Linked DNA regions of Mus musculus: region 2 is linked to region 1. Evidence: chromatin contacts called from public promoter capture Hi-C data. All regions are on one chromosome and are shown on one strand. Each heading gives the region's core, a stretch centred on a gene start, on an enhancer-like site or on the middle of the called end of the contact. The rest is flanking DNA. Distances are from core to core; before and after follow the strand shown. Region 1 overlaps Tpst2 (protein-tyrosine sulfotransferase 2). Region 2 overlaps 2900026A02Rik (RIKEN cDNA 2900026A02 gene).

Evidence for each region. Promoter capture Hi-C pulls out the DNA fragments that hold promoters and counts their contacts.
Region 2: a promoter capture Hi-C map of liver shows a contact between it and region 1, with 2.7 times the contacts expected there. The contact joins two enhancer-like sites. A contact is called at or near these places in 2 of 39 promoter capture datasets (embryonic stem cells and liver), 1 of 15 datasets of contacts at CTCF or cohesin (large pre-B cells), 2 of 484 Hi-C or Micro-C datasets (adipose-derived mesenchymal stem cells and liver) and 3 of 115 datasets of contacts at active chromatin or transcription factors (embryonic stem cells, large pre-B cells and pancreatic cancer cells).

Annotation. Positions count from the first base shown.
Region 1 is chr5:112,279,362-112,285,138 of GRCm38.p6, forward strand. The region is part of intron 1 of Tpst2 (protein-tyrosine sulfotransferase 2); the gene reads left to right. Among named protein-coding and RNA genes, the nearest start is that of Tpst2, 5.5 kb to the left of the region's middle. Within about 2 kb of position 2,495, at least 118 of the 459 cell types and tissues checked have an H3K27ac peak or open chromatin away from gene starts, as enhancers often do. A contact at or near this core is called in embryonic stem cells and liver, where this site is marked.
Region 2 is chr5:113,150,400-113,156,176 of GRCm38.p6, forward strand. The region is part of intron 6 of 2900026A02Rik (RIKEN cDNA 2900026A02 gene); the gene reads right to left. Gm42161 (a long non-coding RNA gene) reads left to right here. Exons shown (of 3, transcript XR_003955964.1): 3 at 3,896-4,188. Among named protein-coding and RNA genes, the nearest start is that of Gm42161, 8.0 kb to the left of the region's middle. RefSeq lists an enhancer at 1,553-3,829. Within about 2 kb of position 2,917, at least 82 of the 459 cell types and tissues checked have an H3K27ac peak or open chromatin away from gene starts, as enhancers often do. A contact at or near this core is called in embryonic stem cells and liver, where this site is marked.

The sequences.
Region 1 (5,777 bases), core at 1,245-3,744:
GCATCTTGAGCTCCAGAAAGCCTCCAGGGCATTGTGGGTGTATTTGTAGCTAGACTGTGAGTCGTGTGGCTTCATAAGTGTATCTTTCGAGAGCTCAGGTACGGTTTGGGTGGCTTTGACGTGCCAAGCGACCTCGCAGAAGTTCCCCTGAGAGGAAGTCTGTACTTGCCCCGTACCGTCCATGTCTTGCTGCCTGCCCAGTGTCAGACATACCGCAGAGGTCTGGGATGCCCCTCTCCCCCATCCCAAGCCGCGGGCTGAGGAGGAATTATGGGCACATGAGTCATTTGAAATAGCTGAAGGGCTGGGCCAAGCTGGAGAAATTGCAGTGGAGGACAAGGGGGAACAGACATTATTGCTGGAGAGATGGCAGCTGGTGGCCCGGCTGCCAAGTGGATGCTCTCATTTGCCAGGCTCTTGACCTAGGCTGGCTTGTGGGAGAAAGATGGCAAGGTCAGAGAGCTGGCACCACCTCTCTTAGTATCACCGGCTCTGCTTGGAAGCCAGGCCTGGAGCTGTTGCTGCTTCTTGCTACCCCTGGGCTGAGTTTGCAGAGTACAAGTAGCTGCTACCTCCTGGGGATAGGAGGGGGCATGATGTCATCAGCAGTCCAGTTTGCCCTTTGCAAACCTCAGTGATTACAAACCTGGCTGAACAGTGCAAGGCCCACTGAGTGCCAGCCATTGGCCTAGATGCTTACAGCCCTTAACTCGGTTCTCCTGACGGCAGAGGAGGCACAGAGCACAGAGGCCTCAGTGGTTGCTGCTGTCGGGACTATAGGGTCATGCAGCTGCCAGGTTGGAGACAGATTTGAGGCCAAGGCTATCCTCATCGGTTACGGACCTTCCTCTCTCATTTCCCTTGGTAAGGCCCGGCACATGAGCCCCTGGGCTCAGTGGTTACAAGTATTAGCCACTCTTGTGCACATTTGTATCTGCCTATCTCACTTCCTCCTGAATGGCAGGGTGGACAGACACAGGGTTCTCGCCTTGTGAAGTCCTGGAGGCTTGCAAGCCCCAGTTCCCTCCGGATGGCTGTGGTATTGGGCAAGGCGCTTCCCCTTCTGGGCCTGTTCTTCCTGCTAGAGAAGGGATTCACTGCCTGCGGGTTTTGTTTAGCTCCCTGGTGATGTGGCTGTTCTAGGTTGGCCAGCTGGCTTTGAACCTAGGATTTCTATGCATGCTGGACAGGCTCTCTCCCATTGAACTACAACGGAGGTCTACTCCTGGTTCATTTTGAGATGAGGTCTTACTAAGCTGCCTAAACTGGCCTAGAACTCTCTCTGTAGTCCAGGCTGGCTTTGAACTTTCAGTCTTCCTGCGTCAGCCTCCTAGGAATTAGGACAACAGGCCTGTGTCACTGAGCCTGGCTGCTATTCTGGTTTTAATTGAACTGGCATTCAGACATTTGTAGAGGAAACTTACAGTTCCAAACTGAATTCCTGAGGCTCCGGGCAGGTGTCTTGGGCTGTCCTGATCCCTATCACCCCCAAACTGACCCCAGTGTTACATTCAGGACTGGCCCCAGGAGTCTGACTTGGTGTAGAAAAAGCTTCAGGGTTTTGAGGGCAGCCGTGGGCCTTCCTTGTGTTTGGAAACCATCCCTATTGCTTAGCGCCTTTTAAATCTACTTTATCCTCCTTGGCGTTCTTCACATGCATCGTCACACATTCCTCGGATGTCTGTGGAACATCTCACAATCCCCAAGTCACAGAGAACCTTCACAACCTTAGGTTCAGGTCTGGCCTAAGCCGGTATGAAACAGCAGAGGCCAGCCGCAGCCCGCCTATGTCTCAGCAGGTGAACTGCAGGTTCTGGGATGCGTGAGTCTGAACCACCGGCTGCAGGGACAGATCCCCCCCCCCCCCCCCCTGCTCTGCCCTCAATAGTGACATAACCTCGTATTTCCCAAACTCTGAGGCTGGCAGTGTGTCAGCCACCAAAAGCCACTCAAGCTTGATGTAGGCTATTGGTAGAGGCAGCTGGAATACGTGGGGCCTCCAGTTGTACACAGTTGCCTCCATGACGGGCCAGAAGACACTGAACACTCGGTAGCTGTGTCTGCCCTGAGGGCACATTGCAGCTCCCTAGGAAGAGGCTGCTACCAGATCCAAAAGCAGCAAGAGCCTCTTGTTCTGGGGACCTGGGAAGCTGGATGCTTGATGTCACTATGCCCCACCCCCATGCTGCTTTCTAAAGAATGCATTTGAAACAATTATGGCCTAGACTTAAGAGTCAGGTCCTGCCCCACACCTTGTCCTGGGAGCAGAGTCATACAGGGCCAGGGACACACCGTGCTCGCTGACCACCTCTTGTCTCTGGCTGCTGCATCACAACTGAATACAAATGTATTCCCCTATCTTTTCTTCTCTGGTTTTCAATTACTCGGCGAGCTGGAAGTATTAAGTGGAAATTTCTAGAAACAGGCCATTCTAAGAGGTGTGATGAAACTTACCCTGCGGGCTGGGACTTGGCTGGTCTCCTGTATCCACAGTGTATATGCTGCCTGCCCTGTTACTCTCTGTCTGCTGTGACAGAGGACGTGGTCAGTATTTCAGAAGGCTTTTGTAACTTAACATTACTAAGTCACTTCCCCAAACATGTTACTCTCCTGCTGGCCCTATTTTATTAATCAGATCCTGTCACTGATGTGTGTATAGGAAAAGCCTGGTATGTATGAGGGAACTGTGCCTGGTCAGGCTTCTGCTGGTCTCTTGGAATGTCAGGGGGTCTGGAGTAGTCAGGAGAGTGGCGTGGGACCTCAACACTCCTGCAGAGGTCATCGGAAAGTTGGCCAAATAAAAAGTTCTCTAAATACTAGTGGTGATGATCTTGTCTGTGCACCTTCTGCACTTAGCTCTTAATGTTGATTCCCCTTGGGTCAGCTCTGTCATGGGTAGTGCTGCGGGATCCTTCTTTATACTGGGTGCTGGCTGGAGTCCCGGGAAAGGAGCCAGGTGGAAGCAGGTTGTGTGGCTTGGGTGGTCAGCCTGGCAGGCTGTTGCAGAGCCCAGAGCTGCTTCCAGTTGCTTTCTGTCCGCCTGAGGCAGGTAGGAGGCCTTTATCCCTTCTCCTTAACAGTTCACAAATGTGTGCAGGCAGTGGAGTTGGGGGGCTGTGATGAAGGGATGTGGGGTTGAAGTGGGGGTGCAGTGGGGAGCAGCAAGGCCACCCCAAAGCCCCCAGGGAGCCAGGCTCTTTGGGGGGGTGTGGAACAGATGGGGTAGTCAAGGAGGCATGCTGGGGGAGGAGTTGGCCGGGTAGAAGGGGGAGAGAGCCACACCTGTGAGAGCTGACAGGTGAGGCCTGTGGCCTGATGGGTTTGCTGGAGCTCAGTGCAGAACCCACTGTGTTTGTGGGAGCATCGGGTGGGGGTGGGGTGGGGTCAGGGGTCAGGACATGTGCTTTAAAATTGGAGGCAGTTTGAGTTAAGTCACAGGCGAGCCTCAAGCACCAGGCTGGGTTGTGCCGGGTCTCAGAGTATCAGGAACTGAGCACGGGAGGAAGGAAATAGTTTTTAAAAGACTTGAATTACTTCATAAGTAAAGAACCAAGAGTAGAAGTTTCTGGATGCAGCCAGAGGCGCTGGAGGCTCTGTGCCTGGGAAGTTGTGTCTGCGACAGCTCCTTTTCTCTAGTCCCCTCAGCTCCCTTAGATAACTCTGGGCACCGGACTGGGAAACCCACAGGCTGCCTACCCAGAGCCTTCTCAGGATGAGTGTCTTCATCCCGTCTCTTTCCTCCATGTGTGTCTCTCTGACATCAGAAATTGACCTCTTGCCATCTCTTTACCCATGTGTATCTATGTGTATCTATGCTTCTCCCCCCACCCCTGTGTGTGTGCTTGTGTATGTATGTGTGTGTACGTGATGAGGAGGCCTCAGAGGAATGCTGGGTGTCTTCCTGTGTTCTGCATCTTAGTTTATGAGAAAGTCTCTCACTCACCACTCCCAGCAGACTGGTAAGGCAGCAACCCCCAGGGGACCTTTCTCTTAACTCACCACCGCAATGCTACATTGTAGATGTCATGCTCCTACCTTGGCTTTTATGTGGGACTTGGGGATTTAAACCCAGGTCCTCTTGCTTGAACAATAAGCACCTCATCTACTGAGCCATCTCCCCCACCCTCCCTGTCTCTACCTGTGCCTGCCGCCCATCAGTCTCTCCTGGTCTCTATCTTGGCCATTTGTCTCTACTCCCTCACCTTAGTGTCTGCCCCCCATTGCTGTTGCTTGTTGTCTTCTTCATCTGTCTCCCCAGCTCTCATCCCTGTCTCTCTCCCACTTCCTCTCCCATTTCCCTCGACCCTGGGTGACGTCTGCTATCAGTTCCGTTCAGACCCTTCTCTTGGCTATGGGGGATGTTGATGTGGCTGTTCTCCAGGTCCCCTCCTTCCTGCCCCAGGGCTGTGGGAGGAAGAGGAAACCCCAGATGCCCCCATAGGGACGGTGAGGGAGAGAAAGGCCAAGACTCCAATACTCAGTGCGTGGATTACTAATCCTCAGGACTCCCTGACACTCACACACAGTAGGTGCTTTTTTTTACACCCCGTTCTACGATGCCACAGTGTCGCCTTTACCTCTCTGCTCAAGCACATAGTAGGCCCACAGTGGTGGCAGCTGTGGTGGCAGCAGAGGCTCCTCCTCCTCCTTTTTGGTGGGGGCAGGGTTTCCTCTGTTTAGCCCTGGCTGTCCTGTAACTTCTGCGTTGATCTGACTGGTCTTAACTCACAGAGATCCACCGGCTTTTGTCTCTGCTGCCACACCCAGCACATATCTGGATGAAGAATTTGGAGTCTGGGGAGGGGGAAAAATGGTGTTAAAAGCTGGGGCCAAGCCCTTTTTTCCTGCTGGGGGAAACTGAGGCCTGAGACTATAAACAACATGCCTACTGTTGGAGTGAAGAGTGGGGGAGGGGGGTGGAAAGCAGAGCATCAAGAGCATTTGTCCCATGGGTGGGAGAGAGGCCTGCCAGGCTGTCCAGGGGAACGCCCTCCTGGCAGGGGGGACCTACAACCCCACCCCACCCCAGGGATCCAGGCCACATGCTTCCTGCTGAAACGTTGGGTCTTAGTAAGGATGCTGGGGTAAGCCATGCTTCCTATGATAGAGCTTGCTCTCTGCGGCTAGAGCCATGGTTCAGCAGGAAGTCAGCTCCCAGTCTTCACTCCCAGAACTGGTGCTGCTGGAGACCGAGGACCGGGGGCTGCTGCGGGCACCGGAGCACCCATGGAAGACCCCAGCCCCTCACCCTCTTCCTGCTAAACCTTTTTTCACGGGTTATTCCTCTCTGAGATGCACACTGGTCCTGAAGGCTCTTGGAGGCTCCCATGGGGCCCAACTGTGCCTTGATGCCACCCCTGCTTCCTCTGCAGGACGTCTCAGGCTGCCTTGTCCCTGACTCCCTGGTTTCTGCTGTCTCTCTTGTCTTGGAAGCTGCTTTGACTTCCCACGTGATTCCCGTTCTTGCTCTCCATTCTGCCTGCTGCCTCCTTATCTGACCCATGAGTTTTTGGGCATCCGACTCCTTCGGTCTTCACCGACACCATGAAGATTGCTGGGGGCATCACCTTTAGCTCGTTCCTTGGTGTGATGTCTGAGAAGGAACCCCTCCTCCCCATTTGTGTTGGGTGGGGCCCTGTGCTGGAGCTCTTAGGCCAGGTCCAGGGCCTGTCTCTAAATTCAGGTTTTGCAGTTTGATGTGGTGTGGCTTTTGGTTGTGAAAGGTGTCTTAGTCCCTCTCGTTGCCGTGAGAGGACACCTGACGTTTGTTTTTGCCA
Region 2 (5,777 bases), core at 1,667-4,166, 870 kb after region 1:
AGTGTGTGTTGTGTGTATGAGTGTGTTTGAGTGTGTCTCTGTATCTGTGTATGTGTGTGCATGTGTGTATGAGTTTGTATATATATGAATGTGAGTGTGTGTATGTGTCTGTGTGATGAGTGTAAGTGTGTGAGTGTCTGTGTGTGTCTTTCTGTATGCCTGTCTATGTCTATCTGTGTCTGTATGTGTGAATGTGAGTATGAGTGTGTGTGTGTGTGTGTGTGTGTGTGTGTGTGTGTGTATTCTGAGTGTCTGAGAATCTGTGTCTGTATGTGCATGTCTTTGTGTGTGTGTGCACACAATCATGTGAAGGCCTGAGTTGACAATCAGGTGTCTTCCTCTACACACTCTCTCTCATCTTCTGGGACAGGGTCTCTCACTGAACCTGGAGCTCACTGATTGAACATCCATCAAGCCTCGGAGTGCACCTCTCCCTGGGTCTGAGTTGGATTAGACATCCACCACTGCACCCCACATTTACAGCATCCCATCTCCACAACAGCCATCTTTTCTCTCAGACAAGGTCTTACTATGTGGCCCATGCTGCTTCTGCCTCCAATCTCTCAGTGCAATGGCAGATGCTCACCACTGCACCTTCCTCCTGTTAGAGCTTCTCATCAAGACACCAGACACCAAGCACCCGAGTCAGTAACCCGAAGCTGGCTGGCACCACAGCATCTGGTCAGACGCCACACTGGGTGACCTGGTCTCTGGGCACTGAGGCTCTGCTCCGTGACTCACAAGCTCTCTTCCCCAGTCTTCGGGTAGAGGAAGAACACTACCTAACTCTCTAAAAATGGCCTCCTCACCCCATGTGAGTCCCAGCTTGCACCCTGCCCCGCACACTGCACTGGGGAGAAGCAGGCCTATCATTATGAACAGCAAGATGGCTGCCCTGGGGTGTGGTCCTTCAGAGGGAAGGGTCTGATGAAGCCAGACATGAAGCCAGTGCTGGGGAACAGGATCCCTTGAGCACACAGAGAAAGAACCTCTTTATGCCCTTTTATGGTGGGGAACTCGACTTCAGGGCAGCTAGGTCTGTTGTGCAAGCATGGAGCCCAGCGGGCTCTGAGGAAGCCTGGGTCAGGCTTTGGGGTCAGTGGGCCTCGACACTGAGACACAGCAGCTCAATGGCTGCTGCAGGCTGGCACAGCCTGCTCTAAACTTAGAACAGCCAACAAGGCTGGGAAGAGGGGTCCCCGGGGGTGCTGCTCCTTAGCAGCATGCTTGGCAGGGTGCCACGGCCGTTCAAGGCCAGCCTGGGCAGCAGCTCCCAGCAGCCTGTGCGGTTTCCTGTCCACCTGTGTGGACCTGAACAACAGGAAAGGCGGCAGCAGGATTGCCACCCCCCACCGGCTTTTCTTCCATTCTGCAGAGACAGAGACCCCTGAGGGGCCCCGGATATCCCAGTAAGCATGAGCCACGAACCTGCCATGTGCGTAGCCCTGTGTGAGAAGTGGAGGAAACACAACAAAACAAGTCTCAGCCAGCTTCAGAAATGTATTCAGTTCAGCTACTCACTCAGTACAGTGTGCACGTAGCGAGCACCTCTGTGCACTGAGCCCAGTTCATTCACTGTAAACAAACCAACAAGACCTCTATTCTCAAAAGAAAAAAAAAAAAAAAACCCTCACTTTGTCATTGGCTCACTATTAACAAGCACATACTGTGTGCAGGAGCTTGTACTAAAAAACAGAGGAAATGAACAAGGGATCCTGATCACTCGTCAGTCGTTCATTTTCTCATTCAGGTCTATAAGCAGTTATTGAGCACTTTCTGTATACCCAGCACTTCGCCAAGCACGGTGAACAGAGTCATGGTGCAGCCGGTACTTGAACATTCACCCTGAGTCACGGGCGGGCTCCTGGATGCCCACTGTGTGATGACACAGGTCTGGGGTACAGTCACCACCTCAGCTGCATCCTTCCATGCACCAACCGCAACCAGCCTACTATGTGCATAGGAGAGAAGGCCCGTTGTGACCTTCCTTCCCCTCTGATAGGTTCACTCCACCAAAGCATCTACTATGCGCCAGGCCCTGAGAAGCTAGTGAATGAAGTTCATATCCATGGGGCCGGATGACATAGGATGCGTGCTCACTTCACCAGTCAGGCCTGAGTGCTCTGTCAGGACAGCAAGAACCTCTCAGTTATTCAAAAGCTCCGTGAGATTTGGGTGACTGTGAAGCAGGTCACACGCACCCTGATCTGGCAGGGGACACAGGGACCATGAAGGGATCTCTTGGTACCCATGATCATATCTTAAGAGATCAAGATGAGAGAATCCACCAGAACTCAGGGACAGCCAAGCTTGGGGAAAGATGTTTCCAATAGTGTGGAGGCACAGGGAAGCAGACAGCAGGCAGGCAGGTCCTTCAGCACCCACACCGTCCCAGGCTGAGTACAGGGCAGGGGAATAGCAGGCTTCATACCCACCGCCCAGATGGCTGAGGAAGTAGGTCTGTGGCTACCAGAATCCACAGAGAGCAGAAGGGATGCCAGGAGCCATCTGTGGCTGCCTCCACAATGTGGTCCTCGTACCGGCTCTCTCACCCCCGGCCCTACATGCACAGTGACAACGTTTCTACAGGACTTAGTTCTGAGTCCCTGGGGAACCCAGCTCACCCATCCCTAGTCAGGGACAACTGTGTCCTGCCCCAAGAACTCACGAGTGTGGCAACAGATAGTTACAGGGCTGCATCTTTCGAGTGGCTTGTCAGGACAAGCTAGCAGGCACATACACGTGCCTGTGTTCTGCGGAGGATCCAGGAAATCGGAAGACAGAAGGCCAAGCTCCCACGCTGTGCACCCGGGAACCCGGCAGCATCTGCCTTCCCGACCTCTTCAGAGGCCCTGACCCCTGAGCCTGCCCAGTCGGCTGTGTGGGTCACAGGATGACCGTGGCTTCACATGGCATGCCACCTGCTATGCTCTACAAGTCTCAGGTCACCTGTCCCAGAGGACAAAGGCCGCTTTCACTGGGCCCCGGCTGCTCACGCAAGCCTGGGCAGGCGTCAGGGCAGGGAGGGCGGCCCCAGCAGGCCCCTCTGGGAAGACAGCCAGACAGCCCAGCCTCTGGGGCCCTGCAAGCCAGGGCAGCACTGAGGGTTGGCCCTCTTCCCCTCCCAATCTATACCTTCAACAGGGTGAGAACAGGGCAGAGGGAAGCTTTGAGGAAAAGCTGATGAATTCATCAGTCAGCTTTGTTTAGCACTCACGAGACCAAGACACACCTTCAGAGCTAAGATCAAGTCAACATGGTGGCCGCCCGGCGCAAACTCCAAGGCCGGGCATCCTAGGTCAAATTGCTTTCCACTGCTGATGGCTAGGTGACTCTCCAGAGGTGGCTTAACCTCTCTGGGCAGATGATAGCAGTCTCTCTCTCCAGGACTACTCAAAGGACAAAATGAACCTCTGACACCCCAACCACCCACCATACCACACCACACCACACCCCCCCCCCCCCCCCCGTCACAGAACTCAGAATGTGACTAAATTTTTGAAGAGCCTTAAAACCACTGGGTAAGCTAAAGGAGGCCAGTAGGGTGGGTCTTCCGATTCAAGTATCTTTGAGGCTGGGGGTGAGTGCTCATGTAGTTCGATGCGACTGCCTCTGCTTCACAAGTGCTGGGATCATGGAGGCTCTGCAACTGGTGTGTGTGTGTGTGTGTGTGTGTGTGTGTGTGTGTGTGTTGGGGGGGGTGTCTAGGTAAGCTGAGGGAAGGAGAGCTCAGGCATCAGGGAAGCTCATACACAAAAGATTCTGAGATGTCACAGAGGGAGCCAAGGACAAAACCCTCCACCCAAGACCTTCATCTTCACTTGGGGGAGGGGGAGGGCAGAACTACAGGGCGGGGCTTCTCCAGGCCTGGGATTCTGATGGGGCTTCTTTCCAGCATCTCTTCCAGGAAGAAGAGAATGAAGACTGCTTCTAGGAGGCGACATCTCCATCAGAGCACATAAGGTCAGGAGGGGACATCTCTGTTAGAGCATATTAGCATGTCAGGCAACAGTGGCAGTTACATGGTGCTCACAGAGCCATTGGCTGCAGAAAGGCAACCTCCAGCACACAGGGCAGCTGCGCCCCAGCCAGGATCTCCACAGAAAACATGAGGTTCTCCCACCTGCAGAGCGTTTCTTTTGTTTCTGTTTAAAATTCCCTTGCTACATGTATCTATTAGTGAGCACGTGGAAGAGAGAGGCCAACTGGCGGGACTGGTCTCTCCTCCCAGCAGGTGAGTTACAGGGATGGAATTCAGGTTTGGCAGCAAGCACCTTTAGCCATTTCACACACCCTTATTTATTTTGGGGTTTTTTCAAGACAGGATTTCTCTGTATAGTCCCGGCTGTCCTGGAACTCACTATGTAGCCCAAGCTAGCCTTGAACTCACAGAACTCACAGAGATGCCCCCTGTCTCTGCCACTACCACCTAACTCTCATTTTTTATCTCCATAGCAGCATGCTGTATGTATTTATGGAGTCCCGGGTGACACGTCAGTGTAAACGCATAGCACCCAGCAACCCACTCAGATAACGGGTGTTACCCACCTGAGTTGTTCAAATTTCTCTACCAGCTATTTTAAAACGCGCAGGTCACCATTCTTGGCATTGCCTGCCACAAGCTATTCCACCCTCCAGTTGCTCCCCCAGATGGAGAGCCTTCCTCTCCATCTTCTCCCTCAGCAGTGCTAGCAGCCTCCACCCACCTCAGGGAATGGCAATCACTCTAAGCAAACGTTTGACCCTTCCCATCTGCTCCTGAGATGGACAAATCTGACATCTAAAGTGTGGACTCAGAACGCCAATCACAGTGACAGACACGAGATACCCTCTACACTCCCCGCCAGGAACTGTTGTGTCCCTCTGCCCATTACTCTCCCCAGGAAGCTCACACGTGAACAATTGAGAGCTAACCCTATCCTTCGAAAGGTCCAGCCAGCTTATGACCAGGGCGCCCTCTACTGACCAACCTGGGAATTGCTCCTCCAGAAGATCAGCTGGCAGCAACTCCAGCCATGTGGGTCTCATAACCAAGCTTAGGGAATGTATGTAAAGACAGTAGCAGCAGCTCCCATTTATTGAGCACCAACTATGTGCCATATCTTCCCCGCAGATGAGAAGAAAGGCTGAAACACACAGCCTTTGGGGATCGCAAGGCGGGAGGGAGACCTGAACTTGAACCCAGGTCATTGTGCCCACAGAGTACCCCCCTTCACTGGAGCTCTAGAACTTGGAACATGTGCACGGGCTTTAAGGAGACTCTGATTCAAACCTTCAGGCTCAGTAAAGGCAAGCAACTGCTCAGGGCCACACAGCAACTGTTCCCAGAAGTACTCTGGCCATGTAACCACCTTGGACAGCCACAAGACTAACACATCCTTTGGAACATCTCCAGGCCTAGAACATCTGAAACCCAGGGAAACAGCAGGGGCTAAGTCCTGGAGGCTCTGCCTGAGAGGACAGCTCCCATGGCACAAAGTGTCCAATATCATGGTAACATATGGAGTCCTTCTGGGGACCAGGAGATGTCCTTCCAGGCTCAGGGGCCACCAGCAACCCAAAGTCTATCTCCACCTTTCTGTGTCTGTATGACAAATGCTAGAGACATGCACAACAAGTAGGATAGGGGTCATGCTATGCTTGGGGCACAGCAGGCCGAGTCTGGAACATGGGCTAGGAGTGCAGCTGGAGGCTAGACCACTGGATGAGTGTGAATCCAACATGCGCACCTGGGCGACGTGGGCATGAGACTGTCACAGAGAGAGAAGGAGCAACCA